Regions from separate parts of the Ovis aries genome. Here region 1 is linked to region 2. A link is a contact called in public Hi-C data. All regions are on one chromosome and are shown on one strand. Each heading gives the region's core, a stretch centred on a gene start, on an enhancer-like site or on the middle of the called end of the contact. The rest is flanking DNA. Distances are from core to core; before and after follow the strand shown. Region 1 overlaps LOC132659191 (a long non-coding RNA gene). Region 2 overlaps NEMP2 (nuclear envelope integral membrane protein 2).

Region 1 (5,474 bases), core at 719-3,218, 130 kb before region 2:
CAATGCAGTGAAAACAGTCATCTTCAATGTGATCTATTTATTTATGTGATCTATCACTGTGCCAGCTTACTGGGGGGAAAACTGGATAGAACAGAGAATCCAATATATTCTGTAAACATCCGTTGCACATATCCGTTGTCAACCTTTGCCAGAAAGCTAAGGCCCTTCCTTGAGCATGTGCGTGCTGGTCTAGCATTAACCACACCTGTGGGAAGGTGATCTGTAGGTCTGATTTCTTTCTTTTTGGCTGTGCAGTGTGACTTACCAGATCTTGGTTCCCCCACCAGGGACCAAACCTGACCTGGCAGTGAAAGTACCGATTCCTAATCACTGTTCCACCAGGGAATTCTCAGGCTCTGATTTCTTTAGAGGAAGAAGTTAAAAAATATTTGCCATGTAGTCTGACAACATAATCATTCTGGATTTTCATTTTTTTCCCCTCTATCTTTACAATTGTCTCATACTCAGTAAATTCTTAAGACTCATTTATATCAATACTTTCAAAGCCTTAAATTCTTTGTTTTCAAATTCATTTTACATTATACTTAATCTGTTATTAAAGATACCATGGAAATATGATTTTTGAATGAAGTCAGTCAGTCTAAGCAAACATACAACTCAGTTGATGGGAGTGGAGTTGGGGGTTGTGATGGAGGGGTGCTCCAAAGAGTAGCCTGTTGGTTGCCAAGATCGAGTGTCTTGTGCATCAGCCAGCGTGGTTTTGCAGGAGGCTGGCAGACAGATGAATCTGCTAGGTTGCTTAAATAGAGGATGATAAAAAGAGAGCCCCCTGCACATCAATAAGAGCAGTCCCTGGGAAGCCAGGTCAGTGTTGGTTCCTCTCTTGCTCCTACAGACCATATCCAGTCACTCAGGAGATCCTCTTGGCTCAACCTTCCAAATATACCTGTCACTCTCTACACTAGCCACATGCTTCCACTTAACCATCATGCCAGTCTCAATTCAACTGCTCCTGAGGGCTGGCAGCCATGTTGAGTAGGGTTCTAAAGGTTCAGTTCAGTTCAGTTGCTCAGTCGTGTCCAACTCTTTGCGACCCCATGAATTGAAGCACGCCAGGCCTCCCTGTCCATCACCAACTTCCGGAGTTCTCTCAGACTCAAGTCCATCGAGTCAGTGATGCCATCCAGCCATCTCATCCTCTGTCGTCCCCTTTTCCTCCTGCTCCCAATCCCTCCCAGCATCAAGTCTTTTCCAATGAGTCAACTCTTCTAATGCACTTTGTGTATTGCTAATTTTTTGCTCTGACTTCTAAGCCCCTAGTTATAGGCTCTCTGCATGAGATTTTGACATGCCAAAGGATACATATTGTATAAAGGGCTTTTGGCTGTGTTATAATGATGGGAGTATGAAAAAGCAGATCTTTGAGTCTGAGTATAAAGTCCTATAAGTTAGCCCGTCTGTCTAGAAGAAGTGCAGCCAGGATAAGTTTGCAGTAATACTTTGCATCAGTAGCATTAGGTTTAACTGTGAGTGGCAAAATGCCTAAATAACAATGGCTTAAATAAGATCAAAAGTATTTGGTGAGCAGTCCAGAGCTGAAAGGAGGCTCCACCCCAAAGTCCTCAGGGAGTCACACTCCTTCCATCTCACTGCTCTCCCAACCCCAGACCATGACCCTTCTCAGGTCTAAGACAACAGATTCTGCATTTTAGGCAGCAAGACAGAGGAGAAGACAAAGAAGGGAAGGGCAGTTTTTCACATCACTGACCAGAACCTAGCCACGTGACTGCACGTAGAAAGTCTCCATTTGGAGTAACCATGTGCTCAACTGAAAACCAGGCTTTTTATCACCCTGGGAGTTAGGAGCCGGGCATTAGAGGACATCTAGCAATCTCGATCACCCGGGCCAAATGAGTCATCCAGGCTTCTGTCTTCATCTGACCTCTGATCACACATCCTTTGTTCTATTCACTAAGGTCTCGTGACATTTAAGAGCAGATGTTTTCAACCCTTAGCTACACTCATCTACTTCTGACGTACTTAGCCACTTCATCCCCCAAAGAATGAAGAGTGCATAAATACATTTGTCGAGATGGTAAGGCTTCCCTGGTGGCTCAGCGTTAAAGAATGTACCAGCCAATGCAGGAGACGTGGGTTAAATCCTTGGGTCAGGAAGATCCCCTGGAGAAGGAAATGGCATCCCACTCCAGTATTCTTGCCTGGGAATTTCCATGGGCAGAGGATCCTGGTGGACTATAGTCCATGGGGTTGCAAAGAGTTGGACACAACTTAGCATCTAAATAACAGCAACAACCAAGATGATAAAGGGAACTTCCTGCCTATTAAAAAGGCACAGATGAGAATATAAGACACATAAAAACAGTTATTGGTGTCTTGAGACTTGTGAGAAATCTCTGGGACTCTTGATCCTGGCAATTTGCCTAGGGGCTTACTGCCCCCTCTTTTCAGACTCACCTTTTGCCTCTGTTGAGTGCTCAGCAGGCAGATAAACTGTCAAGTCTCCGCTTTCAGTTCGTTGCTTAGCCATCCCCTGAAGGAGTCTGCTTAGCCTAGTCCATAGCAGCTGCTCATAATTCCTTGTCCTGCTTGCATGGCCCAGAACATGTAGCTGTAACCAGCCTTAAACACAGCTAGCACACAGAAATAGGGACTTACCAGGTGGCTCAAGTGGTAAAGAATTCACCTGCTAATTTAGGAGATGCAGGAGACATGGGCTTGATCCCTAGTCAGGAAGATCCCCTGCGAAGGAAATGGCAACCCACTCCAGTATTCTTGCCTGGAGAACCCCATGGACAGAGGAGCCTGCAGAGGGCTACAGTGCACGGGGTCACAAAGAGTTGGACACAACTGAGCGACTAACACACACACACACTAATTATTCAGGCTTCCCCAGTGGTGCAGCGGTAAAGAACCCGCCTGCCAACGCAGGAGACCTAAGAGATATGGGTTGGGAAGATCCCCTGCAGAAGGAAATAGCAACTCACTCCAGTATTCTTGCCTGGGAAATCCCATGGACAGAGGAGCCTGGCGGGCTACAATCCATTGGGTCGTAAAAGAGTTGGACATGACTGAGCAACTGAGCATGCACCGCACACTCAGCGAAGAAGCAGCCCTGCCCACTCCACGGCAGAAAAGGTCAAACGCACATTCCGAAAAGTAGGAAAACGCAGACAAAAGTTTCTGACAGCTTCCTTCTTGTACCGCAGTTCTGTTTTATTTTTTCTGTAAGTGCTAAATGCAAAGGAAGAGTAGAAACAGAAAGTCATAACCTTTCACATCCACAGTTAACACCTTTCATTGTTCCTGGCTTGGTCCTTGGATTGTAACACATATCCATAAAGCAAGCCTAAGGGACTGTGACTGTCCCCTCAGAGTGGCAGGGAACTCAAGGAAAAGCTGGTCTGTACACAGATGGATCTTTGAAATGGGTCCAGGGGAAGTAGCTGTGTTTAGCACTGACATCATTCTTAAAAGGTTTATATGCTTATAATTTCTATTTGATAATCAGCCTAGCCAACATTGTCACTGCTATGTAATAAAATGTGTGTAATTTCAAATATGATTTTTCTTTTCTAGGCTGTATTTTCAATGTTCCTGACGCTTAGCGAGCCATTATCGTATAGGATTAAGAGCTTTCTCCCTTTCTCCATTAAAAAGAAAAAAAAGACCGTCCTTAGGCTGACTTCATGGGCTTGTGACTTGTGCGGGCACAGAAGCCTTCTCATGGCACCATGCTTGGTTCTGCAAGTACCGTCTTGAAATTCTCCAATATTTTGTCTTTGAACTTGTAAATTAAGTTTCTAGGACAGTGGAGCATGCGTGTGAACAGAGGTGTGATGGGCAACATGTGTTTGCCCTCTTTCCCCGTAACCCCATTCCATTCATGTAGTGTTCACAGTGCCGTGTGAGCACAGAATTCCTGCAGACCCCTGATGTATGGGGGTTCAATGAGACTTAAAGCAAGTACAAGGTGAGCGAATTACATTTATTATGACTACTTAGGTGGGGATAACAGCCCCCTAGAACTAGGATTTGCTTGGAATGTCAAAAGATGGCACTGGCATTCTCAGAAACATAAAAAGACCAGGGAAATCTATTATGCCCTTTCTTATTTTTTTCTCTATATAATTACAGCAAATCACATAGGGTGAAAATGATGGCATGGAAAGAAAGGTAAGTTAGGGCCATCTAGGGACTTCTTGGCAGTCCAGTGGCTAAGCCTGTGCATTCCCAATGCAGGGGCCCAGGTTTGTTCCTGATCAGGGAACTAGATCCTGCATGCCTCAGCTAAGACCCAGTGCAACCAAATAAATAAGTAAATATTTTTTAAAAAGATAGGGCCACCCATAATTCCTTCTCTTCTTGTTCTTCCTTGCCAGAAAACTGAAGGTAGAAAGAGTTAGCAGGATGTGTACATACCAAGAATTGAACTAGAACCCAGCTGAGGTACTTTTCTGTATTCTTTCCACTCTTGTAGTGAGGATACTATATGTATCCATGGGCTTCCCTGGTGGCTTAAACAGTAAAGAATCCACCTGCCATGCAAGAGACCTGGGTTCAGTCCCTGGGTCGGGACGATCCCGTGGAGGAGGGCATGGCAACCCACTCCAGTATTCTTGTCTGGAGAATCCCAGGGAGAGAGGAACCTGGCAGGCTACAGTCCATGGGGTCTCAAAGAGTCAACACGACTGAAGTGACTCAGCACACATGACAAGCTATGAAAAATGAAACATGTAATTTTGATGATTGCACATATGAGTTACACTCTTGTACTTAAAACTGGCATTGTGCAATAGAAATACAAATGGTAAAATTCAAGCTAGCGATTTAAATTTAAAAATTTTCTTATTGACATTAAATTGCAAATAATAGCATGACAGGTTGAAAGAGAGAATAGAAGAAAGGAAAACCTTTTAACTTTAGTATCTTTAATGACAACCTTTTCTCCAGCTTTCTGTAAGGGAGCCCCACTATTTCATCTTTCCAGGGCGCTACCAACTCTGTAGCCAGCTGTGAACTGGCCCCATTTCTACTCCTAACCTCACTGTCTTTTGTTCTCTCTGAATTTTTATCATATTTGTTGGTCAGGTCCAAACCCAGCCCATTGGAGAGCTAGGTCTACCCAAACCTGGGAGTAGCAGAATCCTGTCAGTTATTTGGAAGCTGAGATGATAAGAGAACCAAAGTATGTTTTACAAACATTTCCCCCCTGGTAAGTAAGCTGGCCCTCCCTGCTATAATTTCCCAAGCAATTTGAGCACATTGGAACATTTGCTGTAAACTTTACAACACTCTCCACCAGAGGTCTCTAGCGGATCAGCCTAGGCACGTATGTAACAGTGAAGGAAAATTGCAGCAAAGTTCTTCGGGTCACCTTTAAAATACATCGTCATGTTGTAAAGGCTTCCCAAGTGGTGCAGTGATAAAGAATCTGCCTGCCAATGCAAGAGACACAAGAAACGTGGGTTCTATCCACGGGTCGAGAAGATCCC
Region 2 (5,512 bases), core at 1,455-3,954:
CTGAATCATAGGAAAAAGCAGGGCTGGAATTCTAGTCCCAGAGCTGCCTCTAAAAATCTCTGTGGTCTTGGATAAGTTATTTAACTTTTCCAAGTCTCCATTCCTCCACCATCAGCATTTTCTAAACATTCAAGGAATATTAATGTCATAAAGAAGGGTTCTGTTTTCAAATTAAGTCAGAGACTGCTACACACCATTTCTCCTCTTCAGGAGGTTCACACAACAGGCATTAGCATTACTAAAGGCTCTGATAAGTCCTGCAGTATGTTTGTCTAATCATGTATCCATCTTGGTTGACCTCAGGATCCCTTACCGGCTAACACGGTAGCATCCTGTGGACTACACTTTGGAAAACATTGGTCCAAGATACCCCAGGTCTCTTCCAGCCCTTACATTGGTAACACACAGGAAGAGCAACGCACTATTTTGTTGCAGGTTATGGGGTTTAAGAGACACCTTAGTGCCTTGGAGTTGACAAGGAACTTATTCACATTACTTGGACCTTTGAAGATCAACACGATTCCCTTGTTCCTAACGAGAGTCTTCATTCAAGCAAAGCGATCATGACCGTCACACGATCTCAGTGGCCACCTACAGGACAATACACAGAACTGACCAAGAAGGATCAGTTATCTTCAATAAAGTTTAGATTTCCTTTCCAGTATGGTTTGATGTTTCTCTGTGGCGAATGCTTTGGCCACTGCTCCTTGGAACAGCTCTGCATCCCTGCGCATGCCCACTTCCTTGTCCAGGATGAAGTCACTGTGCAGGCAGACTGTCAGGAGTCCTCAGGTTAAAGAGCTGCTCTTCCAAGAAGGCGCCCCCAAGGCCATATTGTTCCTCATGGAGCCTCACTTCTTCGGGCGACAAGTGGCTTCCTCCCAGAACAAAGTCCGCAAACCTAGTATTTATTTCAAATAAAGTTAATGTTATCACAGAAAGCTTTGTTTGGAAGATATCATGTTCCCTGGCTGCTTATCCCCCTTAATTAAATCTGGCTTTGCATCAGTAGAGGCTGGCATTTGCACAGTGGGTGTGAAAACAAGAAGGCTGTGTGCTCCTCCAGACGCTCAGGGAAGGACCAGGAAGCAGGCCGACTTGGAAGCACCAGGCGCTGCTAAACAGGCCCACTCCTGTTTTCTAATTCCTTTTCTCTCTCATTCAATGTATTATTGATTCACTACTTTAGTGTCCTTCCCCCTTCAGTTTTTAATTTGAGGGCACTGCTGTTTGGATAAAGCTTCAGAGGCTGGGGCAGAGATTTCTTTCTTGGTGAACTTTATCAATGAGTTTCCACCCCTAAAGCATGAGAAGCAGAGGACGCATCCCATTCTGCCTCCCTTCTCCTATGAGTGGTCTTTATGGCCTTCCCTATATAATACATCAGATCAACATTTTCTCCGACCCTGACAGTTCTAAGGTGCAATGCAGAACACTGAAGCAAAAGAAGCTCGACAGCTTCCGTGTCATGTTACCCGGGAAGCTGTGTTTCTAGCCTTAAGCACCTGATCCAAACTGTCGTGTTATTTCCGGGGTAACACCAACCCAGCCGTGGTGTGGGCAGCGGGGCAAGGCTCACTTTTTCGGCTCCTGGAGCCTGGAGACCGCCAGCCAGGATGGGAAGCCGGGGCTGCGGCAGGCCTGGCGGAGCTCCTCCAGGGCGCAGATTGTGGCGGCATCAGCTTGCTCCCTGTACTGGTCTTCAGTAAGAAGCTTCACCGCCAGCTTCTCTGATGTGAACCATTTCTTCATTTTCCTAAAACAGGCAGCATTTGGTTGCTAGATTCCTGGCCATATCTGGTTGCTCAATTCAACTCTTAAGATTTATAAAAATACATTTCTTAGAAAGTAATAATTCTTAACTTCCCTCTACATCATACTCTACTTATTTCTCTTGTTATCCCAATTGAGGTTTACAGAACGTGTAATTTGTAACTGCACATTCCCCCTCTTCCTGGACCAGCTGAAATAATGTTCTAAGGCACTGAGGATCCTTTTTTTTTTGGCTGTGGCATCGTCATGGCAGCCCATGGGGTCTTACTTAGCTGTGGCACATGGGATCTAGCTCCCCAACCAGGGACTGAGCCTGGGCCTCCTGCATTGGCAGTGCAAAGCCTTAGACAACTGGATCACCAAGAAGTCCTGAGCATCAATTTCTGATAGAGACATAATTGTATTTTTCTTCCTCGGTGATTTCAAATCAGGCAATTAAAAACCTGGCTTCTTTTTGCCTGCCGTGCTGATTTTCTTGGGCACCAATACCAGCAGCAAACCTTTGAGATGACCTTTTATGGAGACCCAGCAGAATCACTCGCCACTGAGTCTAAACAGAGAAGCTGGGAAGATCTGTGGGGTGTGGCCTCCATCTAGTGGTGCAGAAGCTGACTAACCTCAGAGGAAGCAAACACACTTCCCCTGAGTACAAGGGTCGTGTACACACAGTAATTCATAATATTAAAATCATTATTCTCTTGCTACATATGGAGGGGGCTCACGATTGGAACTTTTTTCCAACCAAAACAGTCCTAAAGAGAAGAATCCCATAAAGAATGGTAATAATGAAGAGGTTTTAACACGTGTATTTATCAGTGAGTTTAAAAAAAATGTTTTAGGTGGTTTAAAATTTAACCAAAGATTCCCAAATACAAATGAGCAACACAGTCACCAGGAGGCGTTTTAACGCCTGTTTGTTTTCTCGAGGTGTGGGGCCTGAAAATCTTTAAACTTTTACAGCTCGTCTGGTGGTGGATAACCTGGATTAGGGAACCACTGACATTATTTCTTCCTCCTTTTCTGAACACCTAGCCTGGTCTCCATGGAGGAAAATGCCCGAGCTCGGAGCACAAGATGGGGACACGGTTTCAGCTGTGAAGTTTACCCACTGTGTGAGCTGGGCAGCTCCTTCACAGTTCTGAGCCTCACTTTGCTCACATGGAAAAAAAAGTTAAAGCAACGTGGTCTACCTCAGGTCACTGGACAGATGAAAAATATTACTTTGTATCAAATGCTTAGCACAGTGAACAGCCTACAGTAAGGTTCAACAGAGATAAAATAATAACTAACCATATATTATCAAAATGTATTCCAACAGCTCTTTGTAAACTAGAAAGTACTACACATTCAAAGCATTATTTCTTTGGCTTACTGTTTACCCTGTGAGTTCCTATTTTATTTCCTAATCCTTCACATAATTACTCACCAGCAGTATGAAAAGCTGAGGAAGTTACAGTACATTTCGATTGTTAGTTCTGTGTTAAGAGAACGCACAGCAAACGCGTAAGAGCATCACCGCGCAGGTAAGAGAACACACTCGGCTCTCGGCAGGGTAGCGGACGTTGACAAGGAAAGTGGAAGGCATTCACCTGGGCCCCTCAGGCCACAAGCCAGACAAGGGATGCGAGGCCTCAAGGGTGTGCAGTGGCCGGTCCCCTCCTGGCAGAGGGATCTCTGAGAGCCCCAGCCACCGTCTGCCTCCGAGACAGGGCAGAGAGAAGCAGCTGGCAGCAGCCTTGCCAGCATCCTCTGCAGAGAGGCCCTGCCCTGCCTCTGGTGCCTCTTTAACCCTGTGACGTCACCACCCGTGGAGTCAGCAGATCCATAAACTATCAGCTGTCACAGAATCTCCTCCTCACAGTCAAGTTTACCTCGTGAACATTCACTCCCTCCCTCTTCTAGCCTTGCTCTCAATGCCCTGCTCCAGGCCCTGCTCACCTCTTGCCTGGACCACTGTGACGTCTGATGACTGGTCTCCCGCCCCCAAACCTGCCCTTAACCTCCACCCTCTGCACCCAAAGACAGACGGGCCCCATCTCACCGCCCAATGAGTAACTGGCTTCTGCTTGGATTCTGGCTTGTTGACTGTGTTTTTATTTTCATATTAGTTAGTTGCCACCATTTAAAAATCCTAAGACTTGACATTCGATCCATGTTCCCAGCTTTACTAGAAAACGAGGCGATCTGGCAAGGCCCATATTCCCAAATGGCAATCATCAGCTCCAGCTGAGTGGTAACCGACCCCGTTTCTCTGGGGCCGTGTTGCAGAACTTGGCACAATCCTCACACTGCCTTTCCTCTGCTCAGAATCCTTCACTCAGTACCTCCTGGGGCCCCAAGCATTTGATTTCTAACTCCTGTCCGGGCAGCAGTCGGAGTGCATTACCTGAAATGCAGAAAGGACAGTGCCTCCACCACGTACAGGATCAGATTCGATTCTCCAGCACTGCCTGCGAAGCCTCCACATCCTGGTGGACACCCACCTCACTCGCCTGCTCTGGAATGGTAGCAAACGGGGCTTTCTCCCTTTCAGGAAGGACTTTCCTACATTTATTCATCTGGCTGTTTTGATTCATTAGGATTCAGCCCATGAGTCTCTTTTCCAGGAACTTTCCTGAACTTTTTCAACATGCTACACATTCTGGGTGGGTTTCCCCAATGGCTCAGTGGTAAAGAACCTGCCTGCGTCACAGGAGACCTGGGTTCAATTCCTGGGTTGGGAAGATCCCCTGGAGGAAGAAGTAGCAACCCTCTCCAGTATTCTTGTCTGGAGAATCCCCATGGACAGAGAAGCCTGGCAGGCTACAGTCCACAGGATCGCAAAGAGTTGGACACAGCTGAGTGACTGAGCAAGGATACTCCCTGGGCAGGCCTCTCTGAACACTTGTTCTAGCACCAATATGCCTGAGTCTCAACGAGCACACCGCCAGGGTACGGGCCACTCCTTAACCTGCGTACCTGGCACAAAACAGGTGCTCAGACTCCACGGCAGAAGGACATTTAAGCCTTATCTTAAAACCTAAGAAAAAGAAAGCCCTGATTATATAAATTGTAGCTTTCAACAATTTGTTATTTGATTCTGTTCCCTCGTATCTCGTAAGCACAACAAATAGCCCCAAAGCAGTCCTTGGGCCCAAAAGAAAGGAAATACAGAGTGAAAATAGAGCTGTTAGGTGATGCCACGCCCAAGTAATTTGTCACTGATTTTAGTGAGTTCTGGGTGAGCCGTCATTACCTGGTAATCGGTGGCTCTGGAAGATTAGCGACGGCTAGCGAAGGAGGTTGGATCAGGCACTCACATTCTCTAACCACCTGCTTCTCAGAGGGAAGTCTGAGATCTCCAGATCAAGTGGAGTGAATTGTGATGCCAAATAAGACATGTCCAAAAAATTCCCCCAAAGAATAAATAAAGCCAGAGCTCAGAACGTCAAACTTATAATGGAGGAAAGAAAAGAGGTCACACACCTCCCGACACAGGCGAGCGCGCTCGGCAGACAGCACCGACTCCCGGACGCCAGGACGAGGAGCAGGGCAGCCGTGCAGGCGAACTGGGGCGCGGACACCCCCATGTACACCAGGAGCAGGGACAGCAGCCGCAGCAGCCATGCCAGGAGCACCATGTCCCTCTCCTCCACCAGGGGCCCGTGCTTGTAGCAAACAGCAAAGCTGACGCAGCCAACTGTCAGGACGTAGCCTGGAAGAGCAGAAAGGTGCACAATAATGTAACACCAAATTTGCA

Evidence for each region. Hi-C and Micro-C count contacts between places; a contact is called where the count stands out from the background.
Region 1: a Hi-C map of hypothalamus shows a contact between it and region 2, with 7 times the contacts expected there. The contact joins two enhancer-like sites. A contact is called at or near these places in 9 of 16 Hi-C or Micro-C datasets (blood, hypothalamus, liver and 5 more).

The regions. Positions count from the first base shown.
Region 1 is chr2:118,931,370-118,936,843 of ARS-UI_Ramb_v3.0, reverse strand. The region is part of intron 1 of LOC132659191 (a long non-coding RNA gene); the gene reads right to left. Among named protein-coding and RNA genes, the nearest start is that of INPP1, 33 kb to the left of the region's middle. Within about 2 kb of position 1,968, at least 4 of the 54 cell types and tissues checked have an H3K27ac peak or open chromatin away from gene starts, as enhancers often do.
Region 2 is chr2:118,803,098-118,808,609 of ARS-UI_Ramb_v3.0, reverse strand. NEMP2 (nuclear envelope integral membrane protein 2) reads right to left here. Exons shown (of 12, transcript XM_042243616.2): 9 at 5,239-5,467; 10 at 1,580-1,756; 11 at 1-901. The coding sequence ends at 760. Among named protein-coding and RNA genes, the nearest start is that of NEMP2, 21 kb to the right of the region's middle. Within about 2 kb of position 2,704, at least 3 of the 54 cell types and tissues checked have an H3K27ac peak or open chromatin away from gene starts, as enhancers often do.